4 separate regions of the Mus musculus genome follow, and all the other regions are linked to region 1. A link is a contact called in public Hi-C, HiCAR-type and promoter capture Hi-C data. All regions are on one chromosome and are shown on one strand. The core of a region is the stretch at or near the end of the contact, and the rest is flanking DNA. Distances in the headings are between cores, read along the strand shown.

What was found. Promoter capture Hi-C pulls out the DNA fragments that hold promoters and counts their contacts. Hi-C and Micro-C count contacts between places; a contact is called where the count stands out from the background. HiCAR-type assays count read pairs that join an accessible place to other places.
Region 2: a Hi-C map of cerebral cortex shows a contact between it and region 1, with 2.1 times the contacts expected there. The contact joins the enhancer-like site here to the promoter of Noc3l in region 1. A contact is called at or near these places in 3 of 39 promoter capture datasets (the 3T3-L1 cell line, hippocampal neurons and pre-B cells), 4 of 484 Hi-C or Micro-C datasets (cerebral cortex, cortical neurons and gonadal supporting cells) and 2 of 115 datasets of contacts at active chromatin or transcription factors (astrocytes and stem cell-derived neural progenitor cells).
Region 3: a promoter capture Hi-C map of pre-B cells shows a contact between it and region 1. The contact joins the promoter of Pdlim1 here to the promoter of Noc3l in region 1. A contact is called at or near these places in 4 of 39 promoter capture datasets (the 3T3-L1 cell line, cranial neural crest, embryonic stem cells and 1 more), 6 of 115 datasets of contacts at active chromatin or transcription factors (embryonic stem cells, large pre-B cells, pro-B cells and 1 more) and 1 of 9 other capture datasets (embryonic stem cells).
Region 4: a HiCAR-type map of astrocytes shows a contact between it and region 1, with 4 times the contacts expected there. The contact joins the promoter of Tctn3 here to the promoter of Noc3l in region 1. A contact is called at or near these places in 3 of 39 promoter capture datasets (embryonic stem cells, hippocampal neurons and stem cell-derived epiblast-like cells) and 1 of 115 datasets of contacts at active chromatin or transcription factors (astrocytes).

What each region holds. Positions count from the first base shown.
Region 1 is chr19:38,817,873-38,820,572 of GRCm38.p6, reverse strand. Noc3l (NOC3 like DNA replication regulator) reads left to right here and starts at 1,336. Exons shown (of 21, transcript NM_021315.2): 1 at 1,336-1,480; 2 at 2,428-2,635. The coding sequence starts at 1,472.
Region 2 is chr19:40,223,968-40,226,667 of GRCm38.p6, reverse strand. The region is part of intron 5 of Pdlim1 (PDZ and LIM domain 1 (elfin)); the gene reads left to right. Among named protein-coding and RNA genes, the nearest start is that of Cyp2c70, 38 kb to the right of the region's middle. Within about 2 kb of position 1,302, at least 5 of the 459 cell types and tissues checked have an H3K27ac peak or open chromatin away from gene starts, as enhancers often do. A contact at or near this core is called in cerebral cortex, where this site is marked.
Region 3 is chr19:40,270,179-40,272,943 of GRCm38.p6, reverse strand. It overlaps Pdlim1 (PDZ and LIM domain 1 (elfin)), which reads left to right and starts at 1,328. Exons shown (of 7, transcript NM_016861.4): 1 at 1,328-1,598. The coding sequence starts at 1,503. Gm41845 (a long non-coding RNA gene) reads right to left here and starts at 1,378. Exons shown (of 3, transcript XR_877853.2): 1 at 1,164-1,378.
Region 4 is chr19:40,610,975-40,613,764 of GRCm38.p6, reverse strand. It overlaps Tctn3 (tectonic family member 3), which reads left to right and starts at 1,534. Exons shown (of 14, transcript NM_026260.3): 1 at 1,534-1,840; 2 at 1,991-2,114; 3 at 2,353-2,471. The coding sequence starts at 1,621. It also overlaps a transcript of Entpd1 not described here.

The DNA of each region.
Region 1 (2,700 bases), core at 87-2,586:
CAAGACAGGGTGTGGAAGGAGAGAGAACAGGGAGAAAGTTAGAAGGGAGGTGGAAAGACGATGCCAGATAGAAGGCATTTTTCTCTGAGGTGAAAAGCAGAAAGGACTAGTCTTTGTAAGATTACCACTGTTCATGATCTCAGTGGCCCCTGGGTTTCTTCTGGCTTATCTCACCAGCTCAGAACTGTGAGGCCAACAATGTCAGGGCTGTGCTCAAGAACGATATACTTAACCCTGGGCATGGTGACTCTATAATTAGTACTTGGGAAACTGAGACAGGAGCATATTGAGTTGAGGGTCAGTCAAATAACAACGGCGTCTCTTTTTCTTTTTCTTTCTTCCTTTCTTTCTTTCTTTCTTTCTTTTTTTTTTTAAAAAACCTTTAATAGCCTCAAGTTCATCTTTGTGATTAACTTTTTATTTTTATTGTTTTTTATAATTTATTATTTTGTTTGTATATATGTGTGGGTGAGTGCCTGCCTGAGGAGGTCAGAAGAGGTCCTCAGAGATGGATGTGCTGGGAATAGAATCCGGGACTTTCTGGAGGAGCAGCAAGCACTCTTAAACACTGAACCACTTCTCCTGCCCAGTGTTTTATTCTGTTTTTTAATTTAGGAAAAGGTCTTTGGGAGACAAGTACTTAAAATACACATTCTTGCGATGCTTAAATCTTCCTGGAAGAGTTAACGATTCAGTCAGATAGTATCTTTACCAAAAAGGTAACAGAATCCTAATTCTGCAAGTCTCACCAATATAGTACTTTATCATATAATGGTTAAACCCAAAGAAAAAACGATTCCACAGTAAAACCATAGACTTTTTCTCTAGACAGGGACTACACTGGGTAGACTAGGCTCTGTAGACCGGGCCTCGAACTCACAGTGATCCACCTGCCTCTACCTCCCAGTGCTGGGATTAAAGACGTGCTCCACCACGCCTAAACTTAAGTGTGGACTTTCGGTTGGTGGAAGGTGGTGAGAGATCTTTCATCATTCGGTTCAAAGCCCCAGTGCCTGTGGAGGGATGGCTTCCAATAAAGAAGCTGCGGTTGCCCTCTAGAAGATCCAGAAGACGAAGTACCCGCAACAGGCGGAGCCACAAGACGCCGGCGATCAAAACCGCCAAGCCCTCGTCTTTTGTCTTCTCCAGGACTGAAAAGGAATCCGGGCGGGAACCTGCTTGAGTCCTTCAGCTGGGACGCCCACTCGCCCACTCTTCAGCCTCAGCGATTCTCACAAGGGTCAGTCCGTGAGAGACTGAGCCCGGGACCAGAGCCACCAGGGGGCGCACGCACCGCCGCCCGAAGAGGAAGTCCCGCCTCCCGTTTCCGGCGGCAGAAAGGGGGAGAGGCTGAAAGCGTCTTCCGGTTTGGGAAAGGTTGCGCTCAGTGCACGTGTGTCTTTTCCACCCGGCTCCTGCGTGTTCCTCTGTCCGAGTGATCTTGTCTGTGGTACTCCTCGCAGGCCTAAGGATGAAGGCGGTAAGTGCTGTCCGAACCCCGGCCCCCGGGAGTTGTGGCTGCTTGGGTTGACAGGGTCTCCCTCTGCCTGGCTTATCTTTCCCTTAGGTTTTGAGTCTGGTATAGGGGGCGGTGGCCTAACTTGGTGCTCCCTAGCCGATCTATGCTCCATCCACTTTGGGTCATTACTGGGGCTTTTGCTTCCTCGCCCACTACGCCCAAGCACGACCTCAGGCTGCAGATGCGAGGCCAGCACCGGGCCCTGCCACCGAATGGTGTCAGACTGAAGGGTTTTCCAAACTGTCTCTCGAATCTTATACACACGAGAAGCAAGTCTAAAGTTCCTTGAACCTGTTTTGTGAGACACTGAACCCGAAGAGAGCCTGTTTCCTCCTTAAAGTGTAAGGTGATAGGAAGGCTGGTGATTTTTCCCAGATGGAGAGGGAATTTAGAAGTAGCCTTGGGATTTGGATTACAAAGCACTTACCAGCGAGAGCGCTGGAATAACTTCTGTAACCTTCGCTTCTTTATGAATGACGTGAGGATTATTATTATTTAGGGTGTTGGGAAGTGTGAGTGCTTTGTAAATAATAAACCGACAAATGAATGTCAGTTGCTAAAGGCATCCATTATTTTGCTCTGAATGTGTTGCCGTACCAGTGTTAGACTAGCCTTGAATGACCGTTTGCCACAGAGAAGAGATTCATAATGTTTTGCTTTCAGATTGCACACGTGAGAGACTAGATTCAGATCACAGGGAAATCCCGTGTGGAGCAACTGATGCTCTAGTGCCATTCTGTAGGATTGCTTACTGCCGTGCATTGGTTTTTAGTTCTTACACAGGACCCGTGGTTGTGAGACAGTTTTGAAATTTGCTTTATTTAATCTATAAAGAGTTTTCCTTCACCTGATTTTAAAAATAATCAGAATTTCTTAGTTGTAGTGTCTCTTCTGTTGTTGTTTTCTAGAGAAGAAATAAAAAGCAGGTCCCAAGCTTTCGCAAGTTGATAAAAACTAGTAAAGTGAAACTTGAAAACAAATTGAAAAATAAGCAATTTAAACAACAAAGTACCATCAAGAAGTACCGAAAAGAGCAGAGGAAACTAAGGCAAGCTGTAAAAGATGCTGTGTCTAAAAAACCCATTCCGCTGGAGGACCCAAAGAGCAAACGGCCAGGTAACGAAAGTGTTCACTTACGCTGGAATGTTCTCCATGGAAGTGACTTGTTTTCTAGTGTCCAC
Region 2 (2,700 bases), core at 53-2,552, 1.4 Mb before region 1:
GAGCAGGTTGTCCTTATGAATTCAGGTCATCCTCTGCTTTTCTCTCGTGTTGTCTTGCTCTGGACCCATTGTAACATTTGTAGGCAAAGGAAGCCTTCATCTTGTTTTAACTGCCAAATACACATAAAAGAAAAAAGTCCCCTCCCCTACCACATACTAATCAAAATACTAAACATACAGAGCAAAGAAAGAAAAATTTCCCTTTTTTTTGATGGGCTTATAAACTCAGTACTCTATGTATGTTGTAGCACACCTCAGACCTCCTTTCCTTAAAATTTTAAATCACATTTGTTTATTTATATATTGAATGTGTGTGTGTGTATGTGTGTACGTGTGTGTGTGTGTGTGTGTGTACACGTGTGTGTATGTGTGTGTGTATGTGTTTCTGGGGTGCCCATGTGCACAGTGGGCATATGGAAGTCAGAGGACAATTTCTGGAATTTGGTTCTCCACCATGTGGGGGCCTGGGGATTATTCTCAGGCTTACCCTCTGAACCACCACATTGTTCCCCTTCCTGTCCCTTTAAAGCTATAATCATATCCCATTGTCTCTCTATATCACCTTAAGTTTGTCCATTCATCTGTCAGTAGAAGGATAGCTAGAAAGAGTGGAGGTATGTGTGGAACCATCGTACATGGAGGAAACAGTGCTGGCTGGAGGTGTCCTCAGATGAAGAACCTGGGGATATAGTGAGCAAATCCCTAGGTCCATGCCAGCTGCTGTCAGGGTTCCAGGATCCTCAGATGACCTGGAGTCAGGTTCTAGAGAACTGTCGTTGTTAGGACCTTGACCTTGATTCTGTGGGCATGGTGGAGCCACGGAAGACTATTGGTCAATGAAATGCATAGAAAAATAGCGGCATGTTAATTAGCCGATTTTCATTCCTCTTCAGAAACAGACAAAGGAAACTTGGGACGAAGGGTTTCCTGGAAGAGGAGATATTTGGGGGCTATTTCTAGGTGTTTGGAGACCAGTAATAAAGAAAGAGAATTGCAATTTCCAGGGTTGGCTTTCCAAGTGAGAGAAAACAACCCACAGCCAGCAGGTGGCAGTGTAGGCTTGAGAGTGAGGGCTGCCTCAGCACAGCTCTAGTGCTCCCAGTTTCAGCCTTTTAGTTCCAGAAAAGGATGTGGCTTCTAACAAGGAGGAATTTCATCTCTCCCTGCCTTCTCTCCTTCTACCATTCTGCACTTTCTCTTATTTCCTGGTGGTTTTCCAGTTGACTGATAGATCTATGAGAAGAGGATAGCTCATATTTGAGAGCCCACCCTTTGCTGAGTTGGTTCTCCCAGTAGTCGGTTTGCCTGCCCACACTGTCCACGTGTGCAGGACAGGCAGCCAAGCACCTTCAGCCATAAACTGAGGGAGCCTGTTTGCTATGCTTGAGACAGAACGCCTGGAGCAGCTGCTTGCTCTACCCCTTCTGAGATGCCTTCACGTAGGGCTGAGGTTGGGTGAGGTGTAGTATTTGCCTTTGATAAAAAGCTAAAGGGGATTGTGTGGTGGCACTTAGTTTCAATCCCAGCATGTGGGAGCCAGAGGCATTCAGATCTCTGTGAGTTCTACATAGTGAGTTCCATAGTGACAAGTAGAGACCGTTAAATAAATAAATAAATAAATAAATAAATAAATAAATCAGTCATTCAACCAACCAACCAACCAACCAACCAACCAACCAACCAACCAACCAAACACCACAGGGATCATTAATAAAAACCTCAATAATTGGCTGGGAGTTTAATTCAGCTCGGTAGGGTACTTTCCTAGCATGTGTGAGGCCTTCTGCTCAATTCCAAACATTTCAGTAATGGTGAGATGGCTCATTGGGCAAAGAGGCTTGCTGCCAAACCTGAGTTTGAACCCCAGAACCCACACAGCAGTAGAAGAAAACCAACTTCTGCAAGTTGTCCTTTGACTCTTCTTCCCTCAGTACAGTATGGCATGCACATACCTACCTGTGTGCGTGAGCATTCACACACACACAAACACACACACACACACACACACACACACACACACACACACTAAGTGAATGTAATTTTTTTGTAATTAAAAACCTTATGTGCATGGGTGTTTTGCCTGCATTTATTTCTATGCTTTGGTGTGTGCATGGTACCCGAGGATTCTAGAAGACGGTATCAGACCCCCCAGAACTGGAGCCACAGAGAGCTGTGAGTCACTGAGAGGACGCTAGGATTTGAATCTGGATTGTCCGGAAGAGCAACCAGTGCTTTTGAACACTGAACCATCAAAAACAAAAAATTTAAGCATAACACATTTTGATATAACATTTTAATAAATAGTCAACTTAATATAAAAAAAAAGCTGCAATTGCAGAAACTGGGAAAGTTGACTTCTTCCAATAGAAAGCAAGAAGGTCTCCTGGGCTGGGCGTGGTGGCGCACACCTTTAATCCCACCACTCGGGAGGCAGAGGCAGGAGGATTTCTGAGTTCGAGGCCAGCCTGGTCTACAGAGTGAGTTCCAGGACAGCCAGGGCTACACAGAGAAACCCTGTCTCAAAACCAACCCAAAAAGAAGGTCTCCTGGGCTTTGGGGTATGGACCCATCAAGGTAAGGGCTTAGCTGAGCCTTCCCCAAGTCCATTTATAGGTGGTCTCTGAATCTTGTCCCATCTCATGGGTTGTCAGATGGATATCTGGTCCTACTAAAAGTGAATCAAGCATTAATGGGAGAAAT
Region 3 (2,765 bases), core at 79-2,578, 1.5 Mb before region 1:
TGATCCTTTCATATGTAAATCTGTGCAGAGACCCGCAAAAGATTGGCCAGGACCGCGGGGGGTCGCGAGGAGCTGCACTTTTCACAAATCCATTCAACCTGTGTCCAGCTTCCCGAATGAATGGGAACCAGGAAAACCACGAGGGGGTCAGTGGTCCTAAGGTTGGCTAATGTATTACATCCATCATGAGATTATTCTAGGCGGGGAACACCGCAGTGAGCTGTTTGCAAGATAAAAACCCGTCAGGTCTTGAAACTAGCGCTTAGGAATGTGGGTAGGACAAACTAATAAGTAAACTATAGACTACACAGGGATGGGCAGAGAATTAAGGCAGTGGAAGTTAAAGGGGGTCTAGAGGGGATGTTTAAATGGCTCTCAGAAATGGCCTTAACCAGAAGATGGTATCTGCAAGAAACCCTTGAGTTATCTGGGGGAAGGATACACGTGATGGCAAAGCTCTGAGTAGGAGGCCAGTGTGGTCAAAGTTGGAGACAGATTACAGCAGATTCAAGTCGTTCTTGGAGTGGCCTTAGAGGCATTTAAAGGGTTGGATTTTTACTCAGGGTGAAGAAGCATCAGTGGACAGCATGAGTTGTGGTTTAATCTGTTTTGAGAACTTATTTTGGGGGCAGCTCACAGAAGAAACTGATAGGGAGCTTTGAACCCTGGAATTTCCATTCACCGCTTTCCCGGCATTGGTCCACCCCGGACTTCATGATGGAATTGTTGGGAACGTCAGAATTCACCTACCTTCAATTTCAACTCCAGCCAGGAGGAAAGGTTTCTAGGAACTTCGTAGAGCCTAATTATAACCCCCTGACTACCCCCCCCCCCAACCGTTATAGTCCCATTAGCATTGGAAAGCTTCCAGGGTGGCCCAAGGAGCCTGGAAAATGATTCAGTAGCAACCCCGAGTTGTTGCGTAGCCTTAGGGGTGCTTTATAATCTCGGGCAGCCTCAATGACTTTATCTCTAAAATGGGACTAGAGATAAAGCGCCTAATTGCGTCAGGTGAGATCACTTGAAAGCGCCTCTTAAACGGCTCTGCGGTTTCCAAAAGTGTAAACCGCTCTGACCTCGCTCAATCCTTTTCGACTTTTTGCAAAGCACAACGCGTGGGTTTGTAAGGTCTGCTGTAGGTGGGGACAAGGCTTAGGTCTCACCTAGCTTTCATGCCGGGTTGGGAGCAGCAAGAAGGCTGTGGGTAGGGCGGGAGGAGGTGCGGGCGGAGGTTCGGGGCTGCTGGGCGGAGTTGAAGAGCCTAACTCCCGGATTAGAGTCTGGCGAGGTCCTGCGGGCCCGCTGGGAGTGGAGGCGCGGGCCGGGCGGGGCTGCAGCGACGCGGCCGGGGCGGATCTGTCCCCGCCCTCGCTCGCGACCCCGCCCGTCCCAGGATCTCCCAACTCCCGCCGCGCGCTCTTTCTCCGACAGCTGCTCCGGGAGCCCCGCGCGCCGTGCAGTTCTGTGCCTTGCCTGTCTGTCCCTTCCGATTGTGCCTAGCGATGACCACCCAGCAGATTGTTCTCCAGGGCCCGGGTCCCTGGGGTTTCCGCCTCGTGGGCGGCAAGGACTTCGAACAACCTCTCGCCATTTCCCGGGTAAGAGCGTCTTGGGACGCGCGTGGGAACGGGGTGGTTTCGTAGGGTGGCGGCGCGCTGCGTCCCTATGGAGGTCGGGGTGACTGGAGCTCCGAGGGGATCGCGGTGGGGCGCATCCAGGTGCGCCATTCGCCGAGCGCTCTGTGCCATCTGCCACCCCGTCCCAACCGCCGCGCTCCGGGGCAAGCGGGCTCGGTGCGCGCTGAGTCAAGGCCAAAGACAGTTTTCTTTCTGCGCCCCGGAAGCGTGGCGCGGCGCGGCAAGCAGACAAGCTTTGTGCCTGGGCGTGGAGACCTGGGGCTCCGCAGACCCTGTGCGCCAAGAGTTAACACTCCTTGCTCTTCACAGTGAAAGAGTTGGGGAGAGCTAATCGGAAGCAATAGAAAGTCCTGGAAGGTGAATGGAGTACAGAAAAGTTCCCTGGAAGGCGAATGGGATTCGTTCAGCTAACAACCGAAACAACAATTTTACACTCTTCGGATATGACCCGTGGCTGGCTCTCGGTTCTGTAAAGCCTTTCACAGGAAACACTGGAGTTGGGAAATAACCCCAGATAAACCTCCGTAGTCTCTCCCTGTCTAAGGTGGTTAGATCACCTTTCTGCCCTCCAGGTTATTCGCGATAAGGCCATTTCCTTTTGGGGAAGCGCACTAACGGTGTGTGGTGGTGATGATTGAAAACTTCTTGGTTGGGTCTTATCTGTGGGAGGGCGGGTGGCTCAATCGCAGACTGCTAGACCCGTGGCCCGTAATTGAAATGCAACCCCCTGTTAGACTCAGGCTCGGTATTTGGAAGTCCACACTTTGGCTATGTGATTTGGGCCAAACACAAGGAATATGTCCCACTGAGAGTCAATACTTTAGATTTTTAGTCCTTTCATATAGGTGTGTGTGTGTGTGTGTGCGTGTGTGCGCGCGCGCGCGCGCGCGCGTGACTCCGCTGGGCCCCGGGGGTGTTACTAAATATCTTTTAATTAAGGAGATAGAAAAACCTCAGGGATGCCTGACCTAGAGGGACCACATTCCATTCTTTTGTACACTTGTCTGCTGAAGCTAACCTTAAACTTGCTCCTCCAGTCTTGTAAATGTGTCTTTTTTTTTTTTTTTTTTTTTTTTTTAAATCTCAGAGGGATTCTGGGATGGAAATGGAAGTGAAAGATCCCAGTGG
Region 4 (2,790 bases), core at 285-2,784, 1.8 Mb before region 1:
TCCTGGTAGATGTTATTTTATTCCCCCAAATAATTAAAATAACCCAAATGTTGGAATTGTGAGCACAGGGAGATAGCTGGCTGGATTTTGATCATACACAATCCAACTGCACATTGCAATGGCTATTAGTTACCTGAGGTTATTTAACCTTGAGTCACAATTTTAAAATTAAATATTTAACAGCTCAGGCATTGCATGCCTATCATGTGTGCCATAGCCATGCCTGCCTGTGTCTCAGATTAGTGCAAATACAGAATGTTTGTGCTATTAGGCATGCAGAAGGGCCACGCCACTCCTGAGAAGAGCAAGCACATACTAGAGAGTGTTTCAGAACTTAATGATAAAACCGTAAAAGAGCAATCAGCTAGCTTGCTTCTTGGTTCCTTGGCTATTTCCATCTCTGTATCTTTACTTTCTCCTCAGAAAATGTTTCTAAATTGTAACTTTCTCTAAGTCCTCATACTCTTCTCCATCCTGTTTTCTTGTCCTGAACCTCTTCCCTTACTACCCTTTCCAGCAACAAATATACAGATCACATTTATTGATATAATGCACTAACTAACACTTTTTAAAAAATAAAATAAAATTTAACTTGATAGAGTGTTTGGCAGGAGTGCATGAAGGTGGCCTATATGACTAAAATTCCAGACCCAGGAGGTTCAGAAATTCAGCCATCTTTGACCACATCTTGAGTTTGAGGGTCAGCCTGGGCTACATGAAACTGTGACTAGGCGACAGGGAGCGGGGAATAAAGAAACTCGTGGAGTTGAAATAAGCATTGTTTTATTATGCTTTTTAAAAAATACCATAGTAATTAAAGTGGAGACATTTTTAAATTTTATTTTAGATTTTATGCAGAGGAGTGTTTTGCCTGCTTGAGTCTTTGCACCTGCGGGTGTCAGATGGCGCCCACTGAGGCCAGAAGATGGCACAGGCAATGGATCTCCTGGAACTGGAGCAGCGGATGGTTGTGAGACACCTTGTGGGTTCTGGGAAGCGAACCCCAGTTCTTTGAAAAAAACAAAAACAAAAACAAATATTCTTAGAAGCTGAGCCATCTCTCATGCCATCATTGGGACTTTGTTCATTTGTCTTTGTTTTAGGGATCAGAGTCTCACTCAGTAGCCAGTTTGGCCTAAACTTTGTGATCAGGTACTCAGTTTCCCGGCACACGTAAGGGATGTGACTTTCTATGTTTTTCTCCTTGAGTTCATGGTGTTTCCAGAGAAAGGGCCTCTTACCTTGGTAAGATCTCAGTTTGTGCCTCTTGGTCTTCCTCTCAGTGATGACTTCATCCAATTCTTCCAGGTCCGTAAAGCGCGCCAACCCTCTGCCAGCTGCCATCTAGCGGCGGGATCAGGCAAAGACGCCTTCGCCCCCGAGGCTCCCAGCGGTTGCCAGGTAACGGGAACCACGCGCCGCTAAGGAGGAGAGCAGCATGAAGGACGCTCAGGGTCGTAACAACACGGCCTTCCATTGGCTGAAGAGCACCCGGCTCCCGCCTGAGCCAATGCGCAGACGGAAGCTGATGACGAAGTACGCGACTCTTCTTCCCAGGGCTCCTGGGACGTATCTGGAGACCCAGGCTCCTGTCGCACCGCTCTGCGGCCAGGCTGCCTTATGTGCACCCTGCAGCTGCACCTGCTGCTGCTGGTGGTCCTGATGCTTTCTGAGACCGCCCGACCGCAGCCCTCCTCCACAGCCCGGGCTTTCCCCACCTCCTGGGGCCTGGAGCCAGTGACGCCCGAAGTGCCAACCTCAGCTCCTCCGGATTCGTCTGAGAGTCCGACTCCCTGGACTCTATCGATGCCCGTGAACGCGACCACCGACCCCTTTCCAGGTGATGCGGCGGGATACGGGATGGAAATACTGACTTCTCAGATCTAAAATTGTGTAGACAAAATTGCCCTGCCACGTAGCTGGCACTGGGGCTGTCCGCGCGGGAAAACTTTGGGGGAGCTTCATCTCGCTTTTCTTCTTGTACTTACAGCTTTACCGATCTGTGTCTGTGACTTGACTCCGGGTACCTGCGATTTAAACTGCTGCTGTGACAAGGACTGCGATCTTCTCCATCCCAGAACAGTCTTTTCCTTCTGTCTTCCTGGTAGTGTAAGGTGAGCTGCGGTGCTCCTCCGGTGGAGGAGTAAGAGTGAGTTTCCTACCCGCTGTCTCCCGGTCGGATGTCCCCTTGGGCTTTCCTGGGAATGCTGAGCCATCCAGTAAAACAAAACCTGAGTGTTGCACCTCTGCCCAGAGACCCCTCTTATTGGCATCAGACATTGGTGGGGTAAGGCCCCCTTCCCTAGATGTACTCCATGTCTCTCTCTTAAGTATCTTCACCTTTCCTCACAGATCTTCAAGTTGGGTATGTGTGGACAACTCTCTTATGTTCAGGAGCAACTCCCCGTTCCCTTCCAGAGTTTTCACGGACTCCAGTGGAACGACACAGTTTTGTGTCCGTGTGAACAACTGTGAGTAGAAACGAGTTTGACAGCTCTTATCATTGAATGTTTATTGAGATGTGACTTTGTCTTTGGGATTCCCAGCTCTCTTATTTCTTTTAGATTCCCTGTCGCTCACCCCTCTTACCACTACCCTCTTACTTTTAGTTAATAAGAACATTAGTAATTTCATGAGACTCTACCACCTTTAAACTACTGCTCAGCACCTTTAGCCTGGCAATCTGCATTGATTTCTTTCTTTGTGTCCTTCTTTCTCTTTCTTTGTCCGAAAACTTTTCTCTCATGATTTTATTCTGCCCTTTTGTTTTGGACGAATTCATGTCCTTTG